Regions from separate parts of the Mus musculus genome. Here regions 1, 3, 4, 5, 6 and 7 are each linked to region 2. The links are chromatin contacts, called in public ChIA-PET, HiChIP or PLAC-seq, Micro-C and promoter capture Hi-C maps. All regions are on one chromosome and are shown on one strand. The core of a region is the stretch at or near the end of the contact, and the rest is flanking DNA. Distances in the headings are between cores, read along the strand shown. Region 1 overlaps Cspg4 (chondroitin sulfate proteoglycan 4). Region 2 holds the start of 1700017B05Rik (RIKEN cDNA 1700017B05 gene). Region 3 holds the start of Clk3 (CDC-like kinase 3). Region 4 holds the start of Snupn (snurportin 1). Region 5 holds the start of Edc3 (enhancer of mRNA decapping 3). Region 6 holds the start of Cplx3 (complexin 3). Region 7 holds the start of Ptpn9 (protein tyrosine phosphatase, non-receptor type 9).

Evidence for each region. Promoter capture Hi-C pulls out the DNA fragments that hold promoters and counts their contacts. Hi-C and Micro-C count contacts between places; a contact is called where the count stands out from the background. ChIA-PET counts read pairs in DNA pulled down with a chosen protein or histone mark. HiChIP or PLAC-seq counts read pairs in DNA pulled down with a chosen protein or histone mark.
Region 1: an H3K27ac HiChIP or PLAC-seq map of differentiating embryonic stem cells shows a contact between it and region 2, with 3 times the contacts expected there. The contact joins the enhancer-like site here to the promoter of 1700017B05Rik in region 2. A contact is called at or near these places in 1 of 39 promoter capture datasets (hippocampal neurons), 1 of 15 datasets of contacts at CTCF or cohesin (embryonic stem cells), 2 of 484 Hi-C or Micro-C datasets (the HPC-7 cell line and the N1E-115 cell line), 11 of 115 datasets of contacts at active chromatin or transcription factors (the 230-238 cell line, astrocytes, craniofacial prominence and 6 more) and 1 of 9 other capture datasets (pancreatic islet).
Region 3: a contact with region 2 is called in a promoter capture Hi-C map of erythroid cells, with 32 times the contacts expected there. The contact joins the promoter of Clk3 here to the promoter of 1700017B05Rik in region 2. A contact is called at or near these places in 5 of 39 promoter capture datasets (erythroid cells, liver, pre-B cells and 1 more), 6 of 484 Hi-C or Micro-C datasets (CD8 T cells, embryonic stem cells, muscle stem cells and 2 more), 3 of 115 datasets of contacts at active chromatin or transcription factors (effector CD8 T cells, large pre-B cells and pancreatic cancer cells) and 2 of 9 other capture datasets (adipose tissue and liver).
Region 4: a contact with region 2 is called in an RNA polymerase II ChIA-PET map of memory CD8 T cells, with 73 read pairs. The contact joins the promoter of Snupn here to the promoter of 1700017B05Rik in region 2. A contact is called at or near these places in 6 of 39 promoter capture datasets (embryonic stem cells, erythroid cells, hippocampal neurons and 2 more), 4 of 484 Hi-C or Micro-C datasets (CD8 T cells, effector CD8 T cells, granulocyte-monocyte progenitors and 1 more), 2 of 115 datasets of contacts at active chromatin or transcription factors (effector CD8 T cells and memory CD8 T cells) and 1 of 9 other capture datasets (adipose tissue).
Region 5: a contact with region 2 is called in an RNA polymerase II ChIA-PET map of memory CD8 T cells, with 114 read pairs. The contact joins the promoter of Edc3 here to the promoter of 1700017B05Rik in region 2. A contact is called at or near these places in 6 of 39 promoter capture datasets (cranial neural crest, embryonic stem cells, hematopoietic stem and progenitor cells and 2 more) and 3 of 115 datasets of contacts at active chromatin or transcription factors (effector CD8 T cells, memory CD8 T cells and pancreatic cancer cells).
Region 6: a contact with region 2 is called in a promoter capture Hi-C map of liver, with 2.8 times the contacts expected there. The contact joins the promoter of Cplx3 here to the promoter of 1700017B05Rik in region 2. A contact is called at or near these places in 7 of 39 promoter capture datasets (embryonic stem cells, fetal liver, hippocampal neurons and 3 more), 1 of 115 datasets of contacts at active chromatin or transcription factors (microglia) and 3 of 9 other capture datasets (adipose tissue, liver and pancreatic islet).
Region 7: a contact with region 2 is called in a Micro-C map of embryonic stem cells, with 2.6 times the contacts expected there. The contact joins the promoter of Ptpn9 here to the promoter of 1700017B05Rik in region 2. A contact is called at or near these places in 2 of 39 promoter capture datasets (hippocampal neurons and liver), 2 of 484 Hi-C or Micro-C datasets (both in embryonic stem cells) and 2 of 115 datasets of contacts at active chromatin or transcription factors (effector CD8 T cells and memory CD8 T cells).

The regions. Positions count from the first base shown.
Region 1 is chr9:56,888,807-56,891,980 of GRCm38.p6, forward strand. It overlaps Cspg4 (chondroitin sulfate proteoglycan 4), which reads left to right. Exons shown (of 10, transcript NM_139001.2): 4 at 1,252-1,734; 5 at 2,184-2,360. Among named protein-coding and RNA genes, the nearest start is that of Cspg4, 25 kb to the left of the region's middle. Within about 2 kb of position 1,390, at least 35 of the 459 cell types and tissues checked have an H3K27ac peak or open chromatin away from gene starts, as enhancers often do. A contact at or near this core is called in differentiating embryonic stem cells and hippocampal neurons, where this site is marked.
Region 2 is chr9:57,260,897-57,263,999 of GRCm38.p6, forward strand. It overlaps 1700017B05Rik (RIKEN cDNA 1700017B05 gene), which reads right to left and starts at 1,703. Exons shown (of 3, transcript NM_028820.2): 1 at 1,533-1,703.
Region 3 is chr9:57,763,860-57,766,897 of GRCm38.p6, forward strand. It overlaps Clk3 (CDC-like kinase 3), which reads right to left and starts at 1,255. Exons shown (of 13, transcript NM_007713.5): 1 at 1,215-1,255.
Region 4 is chr9:56,949,577-56,952,631 of GRCm38.p6, forward strand. Snupn (snurportin 1) reads left to right here and starts at 1,332. Exons shown (of 9, transcript NM_178374.4): 1 at 1,332-1,377.
Region 5 is chr9:57,706,852-57,709,841 of GRCm38.p6, forward strand. Edc3 (enhancer of mRNA decapping 3) reads left to right here and starts at 1,718. Exons shown (of 7, transcript NM_153799.3): 1 at 1,718-1,848.
Region 6 is chr9:57,604,710-57,607,833 of GRCm38.p6, forward strand. It overlaps Cplx3 (complexin 3), which reads right to left and starts at 1,572. Exons shown (of 3, transcript NM_146223.3): 1 at 1,272-1,572; 2 at 8-95. The coding sequence starts at 1,435. It overlaps Lman1l (lectin, mannose-binding 1 like), which reads right to left. Exons shown (of 13, transcript NM_199222.3): 13 at 2,324-2,571. The coding sequence ends at 2,439. It overlaps Gm32392 (a long non-coding RNA gene), which reads left to right and starts at 1,722. Exons shown (of 3, transcript XR_003948333.1): 1 at 1,722-2,001.
Region 7 is chr9:56,993,551-56,996,985 of GRCm38.p6, forward strand. It overlaps Ptpn9 (protein tyrosine phosphatase, non-receptor type 9), which reads left to right and starts at 1,418. Exons shown (of 13, transcript NM_019651.2): 1 at 1,418-2,106. The coding sequence starts at 2,044.

The DNA of each region.
Region 1 (3,174 bases), core at 140-2,639, 370 kb before region 2:
TGCCAAGCTGAGGGTACTTCCATGAGGGGGGCGTTCCTGTGGGGATGCAGGTCTTAGGAGTATTACAGCTTCAGTAGTCACCTGTATGTGTTGTAGTTCTGCATGTGTCTAGGAACATACACCTACCTGTTAAGTGTCACGCACCTCCAGAGATCACATATACATGTGTCCTTGCTATGGATAGCCGTGTAAAATCTGGGTTCCAGCCAGATCCACAGAATCTCTGAAGCAGAGACCAAGAGTGTATATCCTGTCACAGTCCCTATGAGGTTACCATGAGGGGTGACCTTTAGGAGCGCTGCCCCTCAGATCCACAGGTCCTTAGCTCTTTCCCTAGACTCCACAACAGAACTGTGAGGGCCTGTGATGGTGTCTGTTAACTCAGGGAGCTCACAGCGCAATGCTGACCAGCTGGCTCACTGCCTTACTGTGAAGGCCCAGTTTTGAGGCCCTTCCAGTTCTGAGTGTTTGGACTTTGAGAAAGACCATGACTAAACATGTCAGGAAGTGTCCACACCAGAGGAGGCAGCATATGAACCAAGCTTTGGTGGTGCACACCTTTAATCCCAGCACTCAGGAGGCAGAGGCAGGCAGAGCTCTTTGAATTCAAGGCCAACCTGGTCTATTAAGAGAGTTCCAGGCCAGACAAAAGAAGAGGTAGGAGAAGAGTGGAGAAAAGAGAAAAGTATGGAGTATGGACAGCAAAAAAAAGTAGCAGATGGCATTCCAAGCTAAAAGAATGGATTCTGGGGGCTAGAGAGATGGCTCAGTGGTTAAGGGCACTGACTGCTCTCCCAAGGGTCTTGAGTTCAAATCCCAGCGACCACATGCTGGCTCACAACCATCCGTAATGAAATCTGATGCCCTCTTCTGCTGTGTCTGAAGACAGCTGCGGTGTACTTACATATAAATCTTTAAAAAGTGTGTGTGTGGGGGGGGGTGTATTCTGCAAAGGCATAGAATCAGAAGTGCAGTGTAGTTTAAGAGTGGTGCTTAGACTTTTTTGTGTGGGTAGAGCAGGCATTGAAGGAGTACTCAGCCTCCTTTGGGGTGGACCAAATCAGCAAACTGCTTAAGACCTGGGAGCCTGTGCTGCTAGGTATGGTGAGAGCGCCCTCTTGTGGTATATAGTGTCAGCTATAGCAGATCCTGAGCAAAGCATTAGCCACACGTGGCGACCGAGCCTGTTCTGCCACCTGAGGTCCACAACAGCCTGTGACCCCGTTTGTCCCCATCGTCTCTGTTGACTAGGTGGTCCAGGAGGCAGTGCTGCCTGCCGACATCATGTTCTCGTTGAGAAGCCCCCCGAACGCCGGCTACCTGGTGATGGTGTCCCACGGCGCTTCAGCAGAGGAGCCGCCCAGCCTGGACCCTGTGCAGAGCTTCTCCCAGGAGGCAGTGAATTCAGGCCGGGTTCTCTACCTGCACTCTCGCCCTGGAGCCTGGAGTGATTCCTTCTCCCTGGATGTGGCCTCGGGCCTGGGTGATCCTCTTGAAGGCATCTCTGTGGAGCTGGAGGTGCTGCCCACAGTCATCCCCCTGGATGTTCAAAACTTCAGCGTTCCCGAGGGCGGCACCCGGACGCTGGCCCCTCCTCTGGTCCAGATCACTGGGCCTTACTTCCCCACGCTGCCAGGCCTTGTCCTGCAGGTGCTAGAGCCACCGCAGCACGGGGCCCTGCAGAAGGAGGATCATTCTCAAGATGGGAGCCTCAGCACCTTCTCCTGGAGAGAGGTACCGGAGACACCTGCGCCTCCTCGGCTCTAGTTACTGGCACTGCTTTATGCTTTAATTTCAGTCTTCCCCTGAGAAATGGAAACGTTGTTGTTTACACACACACACACACACACACACACACACACACACTTCTTTTTTTTTTAAGAATGTAATATATATCATTGCTCTATTCAGACACACCAGAAGAGGGCACCAGATCCCATTACACATGGTTATGAAACACCATGTGGTTGCAGGGAATTGAACTCAGGACCTCTGGAAGAGCAGTCAGTGCTCTTAACCACTGAGCCATCTCTCCACATACACACTTCTTACCTGTGGAAATGTGTTCTAAAGGGATCTGTCTCCTGTACCTAACAATGGGACGTTAAGGGTGCTGGTCCCAAGATCCCTGTTGAGTCTTGGGCTAGCTGAAGCCTGACAACCAATCCTGGGTCTCCTCATAGGTGGAAGAGCAGCTGATCCGCTACGTGCATGATGGAAGTGAGACACAGACAGACGCCTTTGTTCTGCTAGCTAATGCCTCAGAGATGGACCGCCAGAGCCAGCCCGTGGCCTTCACGATCACCATCCTTCCTGTTAATGACCAACCCCCTGTTCTCACCACAAACACAGGCCTGCAAGTGAGTTCACTCCTGAACCTATCCCATCTCTGGTCCCAGAAAGAGACTAGAGTCCCTTCTCTCTGGCTCAGTGTCATCCTCTGTGAAATGGGTTCACTACCACAAACTTGGAAGGAGAGATGTGATACAGTGCTGAAAACAAAACGCAGTTGTGAGGTTTTGTTACTGGGCAGTCTTGGTTTAGAAAGACCATCCTTGACCTTGCCTGTCCTTGGACCCACCTGTTCACAGAAAGGTTTTCCCTCATGTCTCAGGCCCAAAATACCTAAAGAAATGTATTATAAGTCCTGTATTGTGGGCTGCAGGTTGGGAGCTCGAGGGTCACAGCAAATAAAGATCACAACGAAGCTTCCCTATATATAGGCTGAGGGTCTAGATAACTAAGGGATGCCTAAGTTGGAAATGATGTGTGGTAAATTGGCCACTAGGTGGCAATATCCACCCATGTTAGCCCCCTGGAGTCCAACACTGGTTTTAACTTACTCTCGGACTCTGGGAGGGAGAAGCAGCTCCTGGGTTTTAGAAGGACGTTTTCTGAGATGAGGGCCTCGTACCCAGAATGGCCTCAGTGACTGGCCCTGTGCCACATGGAACAGGGCTCTGGAAGAAGACCTTGCCCTGCGTGGGTGGGTAGCCTATGGGGCCTCCCCTGCACTGCACGGGTGGATTCCTAGCCGATTCAGCTAGGAATCAGGAATCAGCTCTCCGCTCTCCGCCTCCCTCCCGAGCTTCAACTGGCAGGAGAGCCTATTTCTAAGTGTTCTGCGCTGGCCAACACCATTGCCTCTGTCCTGTGCCCACCCGCGCCAGATGG
Region 2 (3,103 bases), core at 453-2,952:
CCTTGGGACCTGCTCTAACCACCCCTCTCAAGAGTCCGTCTCTCCAGGGCTCAGCCCAACCCGTGCCCTTTGGCCCTGGAGACTTCCTGAGAACCAGACCCCTGGGACCCTCAGGAGTCTTTGTAGGAGGAGTGAGGGCGCCAAAAAGCCAACCCAAGACTCTGAAAGGTGAGGCGGTGACGTAATGCCCGGCCAGTAGGATGGAAAGCTCCCTCGGTAGAGGCCACCCCCACTGAGAGAGTAGCCAAAAAGAAGGTGCCTTGTTTCCGGATACCAAAGTAGCCTAAGGCGCTTGGGGAAGGTAGGGCCAACAGGTGATCCTACCGTGAAGATGTCCAAGTTCTGCCAGTTCTTAGAGGAGTTCTAACCTCAGCCAGAACCCAGGGCAGGGTCAAGCGCCTACACTCCTGCTTTTCCACGAGGGAGACAGACAACTCCGTGGGTCCATTTCCACGTCACATCCTTGGGGCCTCATGAAGAGCGCGATCCCAGCCAAGTTGAGGCCCGCATCAGTATTCTCTCCGCTCTAACAGATACCAGTCTTCTAAAAACTTTGCGTGCTGAGGTTCTGAGCACTCACTCAACGTGGAGCAGCCCACACTTCTCAGTTTGAGAGAAAGGGTCTCCCCGGATGCTCCGCTCCTAATTTCCCTCTCCCGGCCCCGCCCGTGACCCTCGTGCCAGTGGCTCACAGCCAGCCGGCTTCAGTAGGGAACTGGCGCCCCACCGCCACACCAGGCTTCCGGGTGTCCCCAAGCCTCTCTCTCCGCGCCTCTGCAACGCACGTGCACCCCGGCAGGCTGACACACAGACTGCCGTGGGCCACGCATGCAAAGCTGTTCCTACACGTACATGCATGGCCCGAATCTGCACACATGCCCCCCACTGCCCAACGGTGCCCTTCCTTAGCTCACGTAAACGTGTAAAAAAGTCAGGAGATTCGCACTGGGAACCCCACGGATCGATGCCCGCAGACTGCACTGAGGTCCAGAAGGCTGGGGGGCTGGGGGGGGGGCGGCCTCAAAGTCTGGGCAGCCACCTCCTTCGGGACGATCCCGCCAGCTTGGGCTGTGGCCAGAGAGTGAGTCAAGCAGTGGCTAGGAAACCGCAGGCGGTCCTGTTCCAACAGGGTTCGTCCACGGCCCCGCGGCACCTCAGCGCCCGCCGCCACCAATCCCAACCCCCCACCGCCACCCCGAATCGGCGCCCGGCAATCCGCGTGAGCCTGGCCCCGCGAGAGGCCCGAGGGATCCGCCTGACTCTTCGCCAGCCCTAACGCCCAGGCAGTGCTGTGGCTCCGGAGCTCTACCAGGCCCAGGGAGCATCCAAGTCCTGGCAAAGTCTGGGCAGCGGTATGACTGGGCCCCGTAGTCTGACCGCCCGAAGCCTCAGCACCTGGGCCCCGGTCCCCGCGCTCCGTCCTGGGGCTGGCCGGTAGGGGCGCCCTGGGGCAGGGCCACCCGCCCCTTGCCCACGCGCCGCCCGCAAACTCGGCCCAAGTTTCCGCGCCTGCCGGGTAGGCGAGCTCCTACCTTCAGAGCACCAGGCTTCTAGCGGCCGCCACCCGGAGCAGCCGCGGCATCTTTCAGCGCCGCCTAGGCTGCGGGTCCCTGTCCCGCCGGCCTTGCGCGGGAAGTCGCGGCAGGCAGCTAGCCCAGAGAGACGTTCCGCGCGACCGTTCGTGCTGCCGCTGGGCGCCGTTTGTGGTCCCGAGCGGGGCGGGGCGGGGGCGGGGCGGGGGCGGGGCGGGCCGTTGAGTGGGGGCAGAACCCGGCTGTGCCTCTGGGAGCCTGCGCTCCCCTGGGTCCTCCCGTGCCGAAGGCCTGAGTGGAACCAACTTTCCCGCGACCCGGCCTCTGGCTTTGTGCACAGTCTTCGCTCGCCTCCTTCCTCAAACCTCTGCCCCGAGGGCGATCGTAAGCCCTCATTCAGTCATTCCGTTAGATCATTCATTCCTTGCTACTTTCTAGCCATGTGACCTTGGACCTGCCACTTAACCTCTATGAGCTTCAGTTTCCTCATTTGTAAAAGTGATATTCTGCCTCTTAGAAATAGGGCCATCAGGCTTCGAAAAGATGTGTAGCACATAAATTGGGGTATGGGAGGCTGAGGCAGGGGAATTGCTGAGAGTTTGAGCTGAGCCTGGGCTATCTAGCAGTCCTTTTTTTTTTTTTGTTTTGCTTTTGCTTTGTTTTGTTTGGGAAGGTCACACTATATAGCTGTGGCTGTCTGGGAACTTACTATGTAGACCAGGCTGGCCGTGAACTCAGAGACACACCAGCCTCAGCCTTCTGAGTGCTGCAGTCAAAAGCTTGGACCACCACACTCAGTTCCTAGCAAGACAATAAAAATGCTAAAGGATATCTCGAGGCAGCCCTAACTTCCTCAACAAACAAGTTGCATTAGGAAATTAAGAAGGACTTATGAGGTAAAGTACAGACGAGTATATATCAGCTCCTAGTGACCTGGAGTGGGCCAGGAATGAGACTCTGGAGATATTGCCAAGCGGCCTTGGTGGGCATCTGAGCCTTTCTGGCAAATGTGTCGCACCAGAACCGGTCTGAGCATGAGCAACCTGGAAAGCTGATGGGATGAAGCATCCCTAGCCAAGCTGATGTGTTGCAGAAAGGGGCTGGGAAACCCACTGCCTCTGTTCACCTGGACTCTAGCCCATCTGGTTGTGGGGCCTTGCCCAGCTCAGCGCTAGCACCTCTTTCTTGGAAGGAATCTAATCCTTGCAGTTCCAGGACTGCCCAAGGCCAAGGCAGGGTCGCATGGTGAAGAATAGTTGAACACCATAGAGATCAAAATTAGTTTTTGGGGCAAAACCACTCAGAACACCCATCTTGACCCAAAGATCAGGACTGCCTGAGTCAGAACAGAGCTGAGGGCACAGGTATGGGAGAAGATGGGGCTGGGGCGGAGGGGCTGGGCTCCAGGTAGGATTAGGAAGAGGAAGTGAGGTCACTCAAGGAGAAGGGGAGGGTGTCTCTTGGATTAGAGCTGGAAGATTTTTTTACAAATAGAGGCTAGACAAATAGAGGAGAGACTCTGAGGTTTGGGGCTTTCCAAATCACATTGCAAATTGGGACAGAAGCCCAGG
Region 3 (3,038 bases), core at 5-2,504, 500 kb after region 2:
ATGAAGTACCACACATAGGCAGTAATGGAGATAATCTCCCTTGCAACGCATCCCAGGCAGGTGAAAAATGGGAGCTACCAGGTGGCCCATGTCCTCCTCCCAGCCAGGTCGTTTGAGCCTATTTCTCACAAATTCTCCGATTCCATGAGTCCTCGGCAAAGAAGCTTTTTAAAACGTAAAGGCCACAATTATGCTTTGGGAGGCTCTGCTCTGAACAATGAAGAAAAAGGCAATGTGACCAATGAGACCAAGTTACTGGATGCCAATTTTTCTATGAGCACAGGCCTCTCTGGCTTCTCATTTGCTGTTCCTGGCTAGAGAACCGGGCTAACAAGAAGAGCAGCCAGCCAGGTCAGCGGCTGCCCTCCCGGATTCCTGCCACCCAAGCGACCCATGGTTATTTTTGGCTGGCAGTGCCCCACCACTGCAACCTCAAACCTGCCACCTCGCAATCTGCGGCTGCCACCGGGCAAAAACGCTCCTCCTTTTCAAGGGCACGGAGGAGGGAAACTGGAAGGCCGCCAACTCCGCCTTGATGGGGGCTAGACTCTGGCAATTCCCACCCAAGCATCAGGGCACCCGCACCCGGAACTAAAGCATAGAGGCTCCCGACCGGACCGAGGAGCAGCCTGGACATTTGTACTCCTGGCTTGGTCTGGCCCATTCTCCGGGATGGAGCGGTTCCATCATAACAAAACACGGAGGGGGCCGGCGGCCCGCACTCGAGTCCCTTCCTTCTGCCCGAATCCCAGGGATCTCAGAGCCCCGTTCCCCGTAACCGCCAAGGGAAGACCCGGCGACCAAAGGGATGGCCAGCCTGGGCCAGAATCAAACTCCAGGCGGCGCGCGAAGGAGATCTGCGGGCTAAGCCTCGAGCTCGGGGCAGGGAAAGCCTTTCCAGGATAGCCTAGGTCGGACGCGACCCAGCCAGCGGGCCGGCGCGGGACCCAAAGGGAAGCCTCCCAGCCGGCTCCGAGGCCGCTGGAGCTCCGCCTCCAACACCGCGGGAACCAGAAAAGGGGTCTGCAGTGACCGCCCTCAGGGAGAGAAGCGGCGGGTCAGGGGTGAGAGGTCGGGACCGCGGCCTGACGTGGGCCGAAGAGGGAAATAGGTCCAAGCCGAGACCCGACCGGGTGGCACGGTACCCGTACCGGCGTGGCCGTCCCCACCGACTCACCCCAGCTGCCCGGCCACGGGCTCGGGCCCACACTCACCGTCTCCCAGGCTCCGGCTGCGGCTAGGCCCCACTCCCCACTCCGAGCGCCTCTTCCGCTTCCGGCTCTGGCCTCCGCCCGTGGCAGCACCGCCCCCTCGCGTGACGCAGCCGTCGGCGGCCCGGGCTCGACCCGGCCCAGAGGCCTGACCGCTCTAGCCCCGAACTCGCAGACTCTGGGGGACTGGCCTGCCCCGCCAGGGTCCGGGCGACATCGGTGGAGGTCTCTTCCCGGAGGTCCCGGGAGCAGCCTCGGGCCGCGGCCTGCCCCTCTCCGTGTGGTGCTGCACGTAGGCCCCCGAGGCCGCATCGGTGCGCGACCACGGTCTGAGGACGGCTCTGGGCCTAAAGGAGGAACCCACCGGACTGCCAGGCTGGGGCCGCTTCCCCGCCGCGGCCCAGCTGTGCTCGCCAGCCTCTTCCTGCGCGCGGAGAGGACCGGCATTGTTCTCCCGGGGCCCGGGAGGGCGCTAGAGACGAAGGCGGTCGGTGCGCCCGGGCAGAGGAAGGCGGGCGCGACTCCGCTTGCGCGCAAGAAGCAAACGACACATTCTGCTCTCGGCTTGTGCGGGTTTTTTGAAAGTCCTGGTGCCACGCCCCAGCTGGCTCGAGCGAGCAGTCTCCGGGAAGATCCCCGCGAGCCTCGGCGGTGGGGTCTGACGGAGAAATCGTCCCCTTCCCTTGAACACCTCAGAGCGTCTTGCTGTCAGTCTTGCTAGGAAACCCGCGCCACACAAAAGCCCCGAGCCGCGCCGCGCTCCCGCTCTGCCACTCGAGTCACTCAGCCCGTCCTTTCGCTGCGGCATCGGGCGTGAGGCACCCAGTCTAGACCCCTCCCACCTACTGTCCAACGCTTTGTCGTGGCAGGATCATGAGGTCTTATTTTTTTTTTTTTCAGAAGAGAATACAAGTCGCGGTCCTTTGGTTGGGCCTCGCTTTGACAGCGTCCCCGCCCCCGCGCGTCGCGCAGCCAAGCGGGCGGGTGCCGCGCCTAATTGCCCCACGCCACGCGAGGTCCGCGAGGCTGCGGCGGCCGGCCAGGGCGGGGCATAGCTTTAGGATCTTGCTGACTCAACGCGGACAGCCAGGGTTTCCCAGGTGTCCCCTCCCCGTACGGGATGCGCGCCCACCAGGTGCTGTGGCTCCCTAGGCCCCCCTGCAGTGATGAAACTGCCTTTAGAGAGCTTTGCCTCTGGTTCTGACGTAATGGCCCGGCATCTTCATCACCAACCAAGTAAAAGCGGTTGAGTTAAAAAGCTGGGTGATTATGTTTTGCAAACTCAAACTGACTCATAGTCACCTTCCAACCCCACAGACATTCAACAGCCATTTCAACTGCTTCTGCCCGAGTCCTGCCCCATTGGTTTCCAGCCTAGAAGCCAAAGATTGAAATATCCAGGCGTCAGAAGATGCAGCTCCCACCTGAGGCCAGGCCCACACTGATAGAATTTCCTTCGTTCACAGGTTTCTGTGGTGTCGTCACCTCCTACCAATGCTGCCCAGCCATGTTTCCATGGCTACGGGAAAATAGCATCCTCCAGTTTAAGGCCGACATCCTCAAAAAGTTCCCATCTCCTGCCCTACCCCAAGTGTCAGAAATGAGATAATTTAGACCGTCTTCCTGCCTACCATCCTAACAGGAAAAATCAGGGCCATCTGCCTACAGCCCCCACTCTCTCTACAGAGAGGACTTCTTGCTGACAGCTGATATAGGAGCTGTCTCCTAGCCCTGTCCTCTCCAGAGGCTGCAGCTTGGCCTTCCTCCTGGATGGTCTCCCATTAGACCTTCGTCCTCTTGTCTCTCTTCATAAAACCTAGCAGAAGA
Region 4 (3,055 bases), core at 82-2,581, 310 kb before region 2:
GGATGATCAACTGCTAGTTATTAGCTTGTCCCATTATGGTTCCTGACAACCCTGGCCAAATTACTCCCCCACCACCACCCACAGGGCTCCTGACTTTCCAGGAACTCTGCAGACCAGGCTGTCCTTTAACTTAGAGATCTGCCTTTCTCTGCCTCTTGAAAGCTGGCATTAAAGGCATGTGCTAGCACTACCAGCCAGTCCTGCTTTCACCCCCTGTTGTTCGATTACAGGGTGGTGCCACTGCAAGTTTAGCGCAGGCTATACAAACACATTGATTGCTGAGCAACATCCCTAGCCACACCCCAGTTCATTGAGGTGTTAGAAGCAACGCATCTGGCTCACATTATAAGCATTAAGTAGCAAGTCCTGTTTTCATTTTACATGCTAGAAGTCTTACCCTGCAGACACGATGTATGGGTTTGCTTAGGGTCTCCTAAATCTCGGTCACTCATGTAACTACTTTCAAACCGGACTAAGTGCTGCACTCAAATGCTGAACGTTACCTATCAGGAATCGAGCCAGGTCCCTTTCCGCGTCATGTTAGAAAGGAGAATAGGGATAGCAGTGGTGGCGCACGCCTGCACGCCTTTAATCCCAGCACTCGGGAGGCAGAAGCAGGCGGATTTCAGAGTTCGAGGCCAGCCTGGTCTACAAAGTGAGTTCCAGGACAGCCAGGGCTATACAAAGAAAGAGAGAGAGAGAGAGAGAGAGAGAGAGAGAGAGAGAGAGAGAGGAAGAGAGAGAGAAAGAGAGAGAAAGAGAGAGAGAAAGAGAAAGAGAGAGAAAGAAAGAAAGAAAGAAAGAAAGAAAAAGAAAGAAAGAGAGAAGAGAGAGAAAGGAGAGAGAGAAAGAGAGAGAGAAAGAAAGAAAGAAAGAGAAAGAAAGAAAGAAAGAAAGAAAGAAAGAAAGAAAGAAAGAAAGAAAGAAAGGGAAAGGAAAAAGGAAGGGAAGAAACGTTTATTAGTTCGAAACCTGAAAGCCATTCAGAAAATCGCACAAGCAAGACAAAAGGGCTGTCAGTGCAACTCTCGAGTTTGGGCACACCCGGAGAGGTGGCGGCCACGAAGTCACGGTTTTGTCAGTGAAAGGATCCGGGGCAAGTTTGCGATCAGTACTGAAGGCTCCGTATCGCGGACAATCTCGCTAGAATCCCGAAAAAGCCTAAACCAAATCTGGAAGCCCCTCCCTAGGGAGAAGAGTCGCTCAGTTCAGGGCGGAAGTAATGTCCTGCCCGACTCAACTCCCGCGATGCACCACGGTAGGCGGAGCCGGAAGTTCGAGTGCAAGCTTGAGCGGGGCGTGTCTAGCTCCGCTAAGGCACCTAATTGGTCAGTCGGCACAGGCACTGGCGGCGTGCGCGAGTGGTACGGACGTGCGGTAAGTCTGGCCCTGTCTAGTTTGGCGTTCTCTCAGCCGCAAGCTCAAACTTCTTCTGATGACCCAGGGCTGGCTTCGCAGCCGTTACCTGGGGAGGCTGGCCAGTCTTGGGGACTTGGACTTGGCCATATTTTTGTCGTTGTATTCCAGGCAGTCTGGCTCAAACTCATGAGGAACATTTATGTGTGGCAGGGAGAATTCTGTAACCGAAAGACAAACGACTCCATTGCTAGAGAGACAGTAGCGGGGAGGGCGGCAGAGTTCACGGACGTGTGGTGGGAGCATCTATTGGGCTGGAGAAGAGGCTTGGGTGAGCCTGACACTTAGGAATTAGTTCGCTTCTTTTCCTCGGCCTCCTGCCTTGCTGCCATTGCAGGTGTATGACACGTAAGGTCCTGTTAGGGATCATTTCTATGGCATACTTCAGGATACCTTGACGGGGAAGCTCAGTAATTATCTACTGAATACTCCCGGTTATTTTACAAACACTCTGATGCACACCTTAAATCCACACTGATAATAGTCACTTTTAACAAATTTTCTTAGAAAGTATTCTTAGCCGGGTGTGGTGGTTGCATACCTTTAATCTCAGCACTCAGAAGGCAGGCAGGTCTCTATGAGTTCGAGGCCAGCCTGGACTACAAGGAGAGTTCCAGGACAGAAAACCTGTCCCCAAAACAAAACAAAACAGAAAAAAAAAAAAGTATTTTTAATGTCTTAGGATATAGGAATGCAGCTTTCTTCTTTTTCTCCTGGGTTTCAGACCCAAGGCTTGGTGCAAATATGGTGCGCACTTTGGCAAGTACTTTACCAAGTGGAGGTATGGCACCATCCTTTGTTCTTTTATTTGTTTATTTTCCTATATGCATATGTGTATGTGTGTTTTGCCTACATGTCTGCACACCACATGGGTGCCATGCTGGGAAGAAAGTCAGAAGAGAGTTCCAGTTAGTTCCCTGGAATTGGTTTACAGGTGGTCATGAATTACCACATGAAACCCAGGTCCTCTGGAAGAGCAACCAGTACTCTCTTTTTTTTTTTTTTTTTTAACTAGTGCTGTGTGTGTTTTTAAGATTTATTTATTTTTATTTATATGAGTACACTGCAACTGTCTTCAGACACACACTAGAAGAGTGCATCAGATCTCATTACAGATGGTTGTGAGCCACCATGTGGTTGCTGGGAATTGAACTCAGGACCTCTGGCAGAGCAGTCAGTGCTCTGAACCGCCAAGCCATCTCTCCAGCCCCGCAACCAGTACTTTTAACCTAATGGCTGAACCATCTCTCCAGTACCCTTCCACCCTGTCCTATCCTGTCCTGTGCATTCTTGCAAGATGGAAACAGTTGATAACAGTGTAAAGGTACTTCCCACTGCAGAACTGTATATTTGAATGGTTAAGATGCTCACTAACCTCACTCCATCCCCAAATCAATCAAAACCAAGCACTGTCACTGGGCTACAAAGCCAGCTGCTTAGCTACATTGACGGACCAGATTGCAGAACTGGGAATTGGACCTAGGGACATCACACATGCAATGGAAACACTCCTCTATTGAGTTATAATTCCAGCTACCCCCTTTAAAAAACGATTTAGTTTATTACGTGCCTCACTATATGTATGTGTGCCATGTGCTTGTCTAGTGCTCACAGAGGCCAGAAGAGAGTATCAGATTTG
Region 5 (2,990 bases), core at 468-2,967, 450 kb after region 2:
TTGGGTATTGATAATAATTTCTACGGAGTCTGGTGACACATGCTTTTAATTTCAGAGTGCAGGCAGGAGGATTTCTTTGAGTTTGAGTCTAGTTAGGGCTGCATAGCAACAAACTGACTAAAATTTTTTTCCCATAAATTAAAACCCCTCAAGTGTGTTTGAAGCCATGAGCTCATAAACATTTCTAACTTTGTTTTTGGATTTATTTTATGTGTATTGAATGTTTTGCCTGCATGTATGTATGTACACCATAAGCATGCTGGTCCTCTCAGTGGTCAAAAGAGAGTGTTAGATCCCTTAGAACTGGAGTTATGGACAGTTGTGGGAAATGCTTTTAACTTCTGAGCCATCTCTCCAGCTTCTCTTTTCTCTTATTTTCTTTCTCCTCCCTCCCTCCTTCCTCACCCTCTCTCTTTCTTTCTTGGTGTGCTCAGAAATACTCCCCATAAGATTTAACCATGCTCAGTGGTGGTGCATGCATGCCTTTAATCCCAGCACTTGGGAGGCAGAGGCCATCCTGATTTACAGAGCAAGTTCCAGAGCTACATAGAGAAACCTTCTCTTGAAAAACCAAGAAGAAAAAATGAAAGAGATTTCACCTCAACAATGTTTTTCTTTTCGTAAGCACCACTAATTTCTCACCTCTAGTCAAACAGTATTGAGTATCTCAGCAAGGCAAAAGTTTCACTATGTAGTTCTTGTTAAGCGCAACCATTTCTCCAGCCCCACCTAGCCAGAACCACAGAATCTTTTTTTTTTTTTTTTTTTTTTTTTTTGGTTTTTCGAGACAGGGTTTCTCTGTGTAGCCCTGGCTGCCCTGGAGCTCACTTTGTAGACCAGGCTGGCCTCGAACTCAGAAATCCGCCTGCCTCTGCCTCCCGAGTGCTGGGATTAAAGGCGTGCACCACCACGCCCGGCTGGAACCACAGAATCTTAATTCAAAATAACAAATGGCCCCAATAGTCTTTAAATTTTCCTCCGAAACTTCACAAGCCAGGCAATCTGCAGTGCTCTCAACATTCTTAACTTCCAGTCTCCTACAGAACAGCTCACTGAGCTCTCATGGCTTTTCTAGCCTAAAATTCCAAAGTCCTTCCGAAACATGATCTGGTCTGTTCACAATACCCCACTCCTGGTACCAATTTATCTTAGTTTGGATTTCTATTGCTGAGATGAAACTCCATGACCACAATCAATTTGGGAAGGAAAGGGTTTATTCAGCTACACTTCCATATCACTATTCATCAAGAAAGGTTCTTGGAGTCAGGAGCTGGTACAGAGGCCACTGAAGAGTGTGGGTTACTGGCTTGCTCCCCATGCTTGCACAGCCTTTTTTCTCAGGAAAAAAAGCCCAGGACTACCAGCTCAGGGAGGGCCCCAGTTACAATAGCCTAGGCCCTCCCCACTCAGTCACAAATTAAGAGAAATATTGCATAGGCTTACTTACAGCCAGATCTTATAGAGCCATTTTCTCATTTGAGGTTCCCTCCTTTCAGATAACTTTAGCTTGTGTCAATTTGACAAACTAGCCAGCATAGTTCCTTCCTCCCATTCTCTTTCTTACTCCACTCAGATTTCACACACAGAAAACATCTTAGCTGCCTTGTCCATCAACCCTTAACATTACCCCAAGCTCTCAAATTTCCCGGGAGCCCCGCCCCTTGGCTCCGCCCTGTGTCAACGGAAGTGACATCACTCCGGGTAGGCCGAGACGCGGGGGCGTTTCCGGCGGAGGTGGCGGCTGCTTCTGTGTCTGTGGCGGTGGGCGTGAAGCCCCTCGGTGGGGTTTTGGCGAGCGAGGTCGTCTTGGTGTGCTGTGCAGCGCAGGCGGGGGCAGGCGGCGGGGAGGTGAGCACGAGGAAGGCTGCGTGTTCGCGGGTGCCCGTTGGCTGGCGCTTCCGGGTGGTCAGCTCGGTTTGCTTGTTAGGCTGCAGGCTTCCCGGCCTTGTAGATCTTTATATTGGCGGACAGGAGCTGCGGGTGTGTGTGTGTGTGTGTGCGCGCGCGGGTGTGTGTGTGTGTGTGCGCGGGTGTGTGTGTGTGTGTGTGTGTGTGTGTGTATATGCGTGCGCGCTCAAGAACCTTGTGTGTGCGCGCGCGCGCCCGCGCAGAAATTGTGGGGGTGCGCGCGTGCGGGCGTGTGGGGTACTCACTGGGTTAGGTATAGCCCAAGGATTCGGATTGGAGGCAATAACGGCTTGGTCTGTCTCAAGCCCGCTTTGGTTGCCACTGTGACTTCTCAAAGAGCCATTGCTCTTTGCCTTCATTTTCTTTGACCAGTGAGGTTAATAGCCAGTCGTGCGAGTGCCTCATAGTAGATGAGAACTTGTGTAACTTGTGAAGGACTGGGGTGTGGGACTAGAGATAGTGATGCCCTGCCAGAGCGCACGCACACTTAGCTGCCCTCGATGCACTGCCGCAGTTATCCTTTCTGTGTTGTGACTGCAGATATTAGTAATACTTGATCTGTGGTTTTAAGTGTTGGGGTGTGTTGGAGGAATAGTCTTCATCAACTTTAGTTGATTTTCAGTCTCCCCGTTGCAGAGTTAAAAGGACCCTTAATCTTTCCACAATCAAAATGACTATCCCCGAGTTATTCGTGGCTCATCTGGAACCCTCAGGTGGAACCCAGTTTTTTGTTTTTTGATTTTTGTTTTTTTAAAGAGAATGATGTATCTGTTTTGTTTGGGCACAAAATTCTTAGTTTTTGGTTTCTCTGAAGTAAAAGTAGTTGCAAAGAATGACCTTTTTTTGGTGACAGGCACTCAGTATATAGTTCTAGGTTAGAGCTACATAGTGAGAACCTGTAGAATTGTCTGTGTAGGTCAAACTGGCCCGGAACTCACAACGATCCTCCTGCCTCTGCCTCCAGAGTGCTGGGATTAAAGGCCTTCACTCTTTGACTACCAGGATTACTGGTTTTGATGTTACTGAGACATTTGGCCACTTGGGTCCCCTATTACCGAGTAATGCTCCTGCTTTAGCCTCTG
Region 6 (3,124 bases), core at 322-2,821, 340 kb after region 2:
TGGATACCTTGGGCAGACGGTATTTGTCTCTGAAGTGACTTCGCAGTGTGGCCCGCTCTGCCTTCCTCTGTGTGAACTGTGCATCTCGCTCCATCCTGTGTGAGAAGAGGATACCAGTTGTGATGTCATCTCAGGGGTTGAGAGAAGGTGTGGGGCCTGCAGAGGAGGGGCTAATATGGTCTGGAAGGAGGCAGTATGGACCTTCCAAACCCCTAGCTGGCCTGTGCCTAGTTAATCCCCTCAGACTAGCAGGCTTAGCTTTTGCCACAACCCACCACCGTGTCCATCCTCTGTGTTCTCCACTCCTGCCAATAGAGAGAGCTGAGTGGGAGGGAGTCTTGTTCTGTCTGAGTCTCTCTCTGAAGATCCTTCGCAATCTCTGACTCAAGTCTCTCTTTGCTTCTCTGACAGGCTGTGTGGAAGGGGCGGTGGGGTTATGTGTGCAGGGGTGTGTGTGGGACAGTCTGGACTTGATCCTAACCTGCTATTTTTGGTATGCCACATTCCTTCCACTTCTGTAAAGTGAGAAAACTTGCAACTCATAAAACAACCGGTACTAAGTTGAGTGACAATAGCTGACATGTCATGAAGATTTGCCACGTGCCAGGCGCTATACTAAAGGGTTAACATGCATTAAGTCATTCAGTCCTCACAGACGTATAGAGCACGTATTGTGATTACCACTTCCAATTTTCCAGAAGGAGAAAGGAAATCACAGAAATGTTAAATGACTTTTCTAAAGTTACTCAGCTAATAAGCAAAGTGAGGATCAGAACCAAGCAACCTCCCCGCAATGTTCAGACCGTCGCTCTCTCTATCTCCACTCTGCCCTAGAACTCTTGCATAGAGTAGGCTCAGTATCTCTGAATACCCCCATCGTGGATCTGTCCCCATGACGCTGAGCCCTGCCAGATGAAAAGTACTTTTCTTACAGCCTCAGGCTCAGAGGAGCCCCAGTTGGAATACATGCGGTTAAGACCAGATCGGATTAAGGGATTACCTATTTCATCAGAGATGCACGTGCACCCTCCCCCACCGCACCCCTACCCCTGCCACACTCTTCACCCTTTCCCCAACCCCCTCTAAGCCAGAGGATGAAGCTGGAACAGGGTCCTGGATTTGAAACGGGATGGCTATAAAATCAGCTCAGAGAGCACCTCTTGCTCTCTTACTATATTTAGGAGAAGTAGAGGGGATCTCTGAGAGGTGGGTGTAGCAGCGTGAGGGTATTTGAGTGAGGGTCACATGAGCGAAGAAGAAATTCCACTTACTTCTCCTCCACCAGTTGCTTCTGATACTCCTCGTACTCTTCTCGGCTCATGCCCTGTGCTTCGGCTGCAGACTTGTCTCCGTCCCCCTTGTCCTCGCCGCCCCCCAGGCTCCCTGTGAGGTTCTTCAGTTGGCCACCCACCATGGACTTCACCATGAACGCCATGGTCTTTTCTGACCACCGCACCAGGCGCCTGGTTCGTCAGCGCCTACTTCAGCACTAAGTCCCGGGGACAGCTCCGGTTGCGAGCTCGCGCCCCACGCTTTGAGCACTGGTCCCTACCTTCCCAAAACCCTCCTCACAGAGGGGGGAGGGTGCGGGGGGGCATGCACGGGGCTGAGAAGCCTGAACCACGTGCCTGCTCCTCACTCCCGCCTTTCCCACGTGCCTTCTTTAGCGCCAGCAAAGCACTGCTGGCTACTGCTGACAGCTGATTAGGGCTTGTGGTGGCGGGGTCCCTGCCCTGGGAGAAGGGGCTGCGCTGAAGTGTGCCTTGGTTCCTGCTTCCTACCCTCCAATGACCTCTTCTCCTGGGTCATCGAGAACCAGGACTTCATCTTGGAGTGCCCGGTAGCAGCAAGGGGCAAACACCCCCACCCTTATGTACCATTCCATCCTCCTCCTCCCCCCACCTCCACTCTACTGACCCTAGCATCTACCTCAAAGTGCTCAAGGCCAGGAAGTGGGGGAGACCTCAGAAGCGCAAGCAGGAATCCCAGTTATATGGTTCGGTGAGTTTGTGCTCAGTTCCTTTGTCACGTGTCTGCCCTGCTGTCCCTAGAGCCTCAGGGAAGGGGAGTATTGTTTGAGGGCACTGAAAAGATGAGCCAGAAGGAAACACAGGGACTTGTCCTTGTCCTTGGTGAGTTTAGGGACAGAATTTTGCACAGTTATCTCCCTTTGCTTCAGTAGTTCAGAGGGAAAGGGTGTGGGGGTATCTGGCTCTTGGCCTCCTTGCCTGCTTGCCTGTTTGCTTTCCTGATGCCCACACAGAGAAGGTAGAAGCTATCAGAGGCTATGTGAGGCTGGGAGATAAATGAGGCTATCAAAACAGCAAGAGGAAAATCACCTTTAATATGATGGACTTGCCAAAAACTGAGATGTGGGCACTGGCTAAATCCTCTATCCCCCATTTTTTTTCCCCAGTAAGACATGGCTTTGAGCTGGGTCAGGCTTGCATGCTGGGGGAGATGGGCTGTCTCCTCAGAACCCCTATCGTCCTGGTGATGGGTAATGCAGGCTCTAGAGAAAGGCTTCCTGTGGACAGGTACTCCTGAAGCCTCTTGTCCAGCTCCTGCCTGCTGTGAGAGAGAAAAGGTTACTTGAGTCTCCCTTCTGAGACCAAGTATTCACACTTGTCTCACAAGACTCAGTGTATGACAGGCTGCCACATTCTGGGACCTTCTGTGTCTCCCTTGATGTCCCATGAAGTCCCCATTTCACCCCGGCATTTGAAGTCTACCTGGGTGGTTTAGTGCCAGAGTTGCACTTCTAGGTATAGGTTTTCTTCTTTGGTTTTTGTTTTTGACAAGATCTCATTGTGTAGCCAGCCCAGGTTGGTCCAGATTTCGGCATCCCTCTACCTCAGCCTTCCAAGAGTTGAGATTAGAGACATTTATTTCTAATCCAGAGCATCGAGATTCCTTGCCCAATCTTGCAAATTGGCCCTGCCCTTTACTTAAACAGTACTCAATGACTGTCTTTTTCCCCCCTAAAGATGTTGTTTTGTTTTGTTTTGTTTAATGCCTCCATGCTTTTTCTGATGCTGTTTCCTCTGCATCAGTGCCTCTTGCCTATCTTGTCAGGCTGAAAAACTCTTAGTCACTTTAATGATCCAAATCAAATATCTTTTCC
Region 7 (3,435 bases), core at 168-2,667, 270 kb before region 2:
TACAGTTGGATCTCATGGAGGCATTTCCTCAACTGAAGGTCCTTTCTCTGTGATAACTCCAGCTGTGTCAAGTTGACACAAAACTAGCCAGTACAACATGTATGGGTGTTTTTTTTTTCCTGATGTATGTTTATACATCACATGCTCCTTAAAAGTTCTATACTACCACGTGGGTACTAGAATTGAACCCAGATCCACTCCAAGGTCAGCCAGTATTCTTAACCACTGACCCATCACGCGAGTCCCTGAGTGTCTTCATTATTTTACTTCCTGATACATCTTCCATTATCTTATACTGTCTTATTTTAACTCCAGTGCATAGTGCAGTGTCTGGTGTGCAGATAGACTTGTTATAGACTGTCTTCCAGTTTCAATACTGAAACCAACTCCTGAGTAGGTTCCTGAGTTCAGCGTAGAGTTCATTTTACTGGTGGCAAAAGACAAACTAACATAGTTGAGGGGCAAGGAGGCATGGACATGCCTTTAATTCCTTCACTCAAGAGGCAGATCTCTGTGAGTTCAAGGCCAGCTTGGTCTACACAGCCAATTTTGGGACAGCCAGGGGTACATAGAGATCCTTTCTCAAAACTCTGTCTTTCCTGGCCCCCTGACCCTCCACACACACAAAGGAAAAAACTTAGCAGAGGTAACCCTGAAGCTGCTATTGCACTGGTGCCAAAATGGAGTTAAGAATATATATAATTTATTTTTTAAAAAGTTCTCCAAGATGGGCATCAAAACCTATAGCATTTTCTTTTCCGAAGACCCATCCCCTGGTTCTTTCTGGACTTCAGTCCTGGGGGGACTAGTTGTGGCACTCCGATTTCTTGAAATCCTTCTAGAATACTTATCTTTGGTCTAACATGATAAAAAAAATCACAGTAGGCCCAGCCCTGCCTTCTCAATGCTCCTATCCTGAGAGACCCAGACTCTGCTGTTTACCCTAGAGTAAAATCATGCATTTGCAAAGGCTGTGGGCTTCCTGAATGAATTCTGAAACAGGATGTCTCTCTCTGTCTCTTCCTCACTCTCTCTTTGTACCCGATTACAATTAGCTACAATGATGCTGGACTACAGGATACATTCATTGAGCAAAGAAATGCGGCCCTTGCTTATCTGTCAGATCCGAGGCATCTTGGACCTCACAGGCAACCTTTCAGACCCTACCACGAATAGGTAGAAGCCGCCCGTGAATACCGGGAAGGGCACCGGTCCTCGCGCAGTTTTGGATTCTTTTAACTCCCAGTCGCGTCTCCCTCCCGCTCCCGTAGGGGAGTCGCCTCTCGTCCCCGCAGCCCCTCCCCCGCCGCGCCGCTCCGTTCCGCTCAGCCTCCCCTCCTCCCAGCTCCTCTCTGTCTCCCCCTCTCGGACAACGTCCCCGTCCGGCCCGGCCCTCCCCGGCTCCTGTTTGTGAATGAGATGCTCAGTTTCTCAATGGAGCCGTGGGGGGCTCGGGCGGACGCGGCGCAGGCCGCAGCGCTGGCCCTGAGCCGGGAGGGGGACGCCTTTTCCTCGCTCGCTCGCGCCCGCCCTCCCTGTCTCCGCGGCGGCTTTTGAGGAACTGGGCCGCGAGGCCACGGAGCAGTTCGCAGGGCCCGCATCCCCGTGGACGCCCGGGCTGGGCGGTCTCGAGGCGCCGGCGAGCTCTGCCCCGGGGGTTAAGCGGCTCGGAAGGCCGACGGCCTCCAACTCCCGCCAGGCGCCTTCGCGGTGGCTGTAAAAGTTGTGGACTCCTAAAAAAGAAAGAAAGCCAAGCAGACCTCGAACTGCTGTTAGTTCCTCGCCCGCACTTTCTCCTCCTCAGGACAGGAGGGGTGGCGTGAGGAAAGGAGTGAAGCAAACAGGAGGCATTTCCTCTCCGCGGGGAGCGACAGCGGGCTCTCCCCGGCCAGCAGGAGCGGCGTTGGCAGCCGCCGCGGGCGCCGGGCGCTCGCACCATGCGCGAGCCGACCGAGAGCTGCTGAGGCGCCGGGCCACAGAAGCGGAGCGCGAGTGCAGCGGGTTCTGGCGCTCGCCCACCAGACCTGCCCCGGCGGCGGCGGGATGGAGCCGGCGACCGCGCCCCGGCCGGACATGGCGCCGGAGCTGACCCCCGAGGAGGAGCAGGTAAGCGCCGCTGCAGCGGTGGGTGTGTCCGAGCCTCCGAGGCCTAGGCCGGCCTCTGTTCGCCGGGCTGCGCTCCTCGCCCCGGGCCCTCAGCGGCTCCTGCTCGCATTTCAGGCCTGCGGGCTGGCCTCCCCGGGCCGGAGACCGCGCCCCAGGCCATCGCCCAGCCCAGCCCCGGAGCCGTGGGACCCCTGGCTCTGAGATTCTTATGCTTCGAGACTTCCGGGGGGGGGGGGGTCCGTGCTGCTCCATTTCAATGAATATTAAAGTTCCTCGAACTGGGGCGGGCTCCCCACTGGATGACTGCAGGACACCTTGTCCCAGGCCCTTCTACTCTCTGGAAGCGTTTGCATTTTTTTTTTTTTTTCTCGAGGGTCCGTTGTTTTCAAGGGCAAGGAAAGCCATTTGGGGGGAGGATTCCTAGGTGGTTGTCTCCGTTCCCAAGATGGGGGGAGGTAGCGCTGGTAAAGAGGTGGCCCAGATTCTCAAAGGAGCCCTTCAGGCTTTCAGACTGCTGTGACGGGCCTACTTGGACAGATCCTGAAAGATCTGTTCCTTTTCTAGCTCCCCAAGTCCCTGGCCTTGACCTCCCTATTCTGCTTTCCCAGGCTAGGCTCTTACCCTCGTCCCCATTTCCCTGCCCCCACCTCATCTGACAGTCTCCATCTTTCTGAAGCCCACACTGGAGTTCCATTGTCCCTTTTTAAAGCTTGAGATCTTAAATTCCCAGAAAGTAGTAGCTTGCGTTATCATTTGAGGGGTTTCTGTAAGCGAGAAGCCTAGCGAGCGCTCTTATAACTTTACACCCCCCCCCCCATATTCCAGCTGTGGAAACACGGACTAGATGAGATTCAGAACCCCACGGATTGGGCTCTTGCTCTTCTCTCCTTGGCACTGCTCATATCCAAACAGAAGCTGTGCTCAAATATGGCCATAATCTGCTTGTACCTTACAAAATAAATGAAAGAGGAAAAGGTGAGACATGCTGGTAATGATCCGTTTCACACTCTCACGCCCTAGTTCACAGGCCCACATTTGCTAACACAATCTGGAGTGGGGAGATGTCTATTTTGACAAACTAACATTGGTTTAATGGTTTTTTTTTAAAGACCTTTTTATGGTTTATTTATTTTTATTTTATTTGCATTGGTGTTTTGCTTGCATATATGTCTGTGTGGGGGTGTCAACTCACTTGGAGATGGATTATGGATACCTGTGACTGCCATGTGAGTGTTGGGAATTGAACCTAGGTCCTCTGAAAGAGTAGCCAGTGCTCTCTCCAGCCCCAAGACCTGATTTTTAAAAAGCCCTTGAATTTTCTTTTGGAAA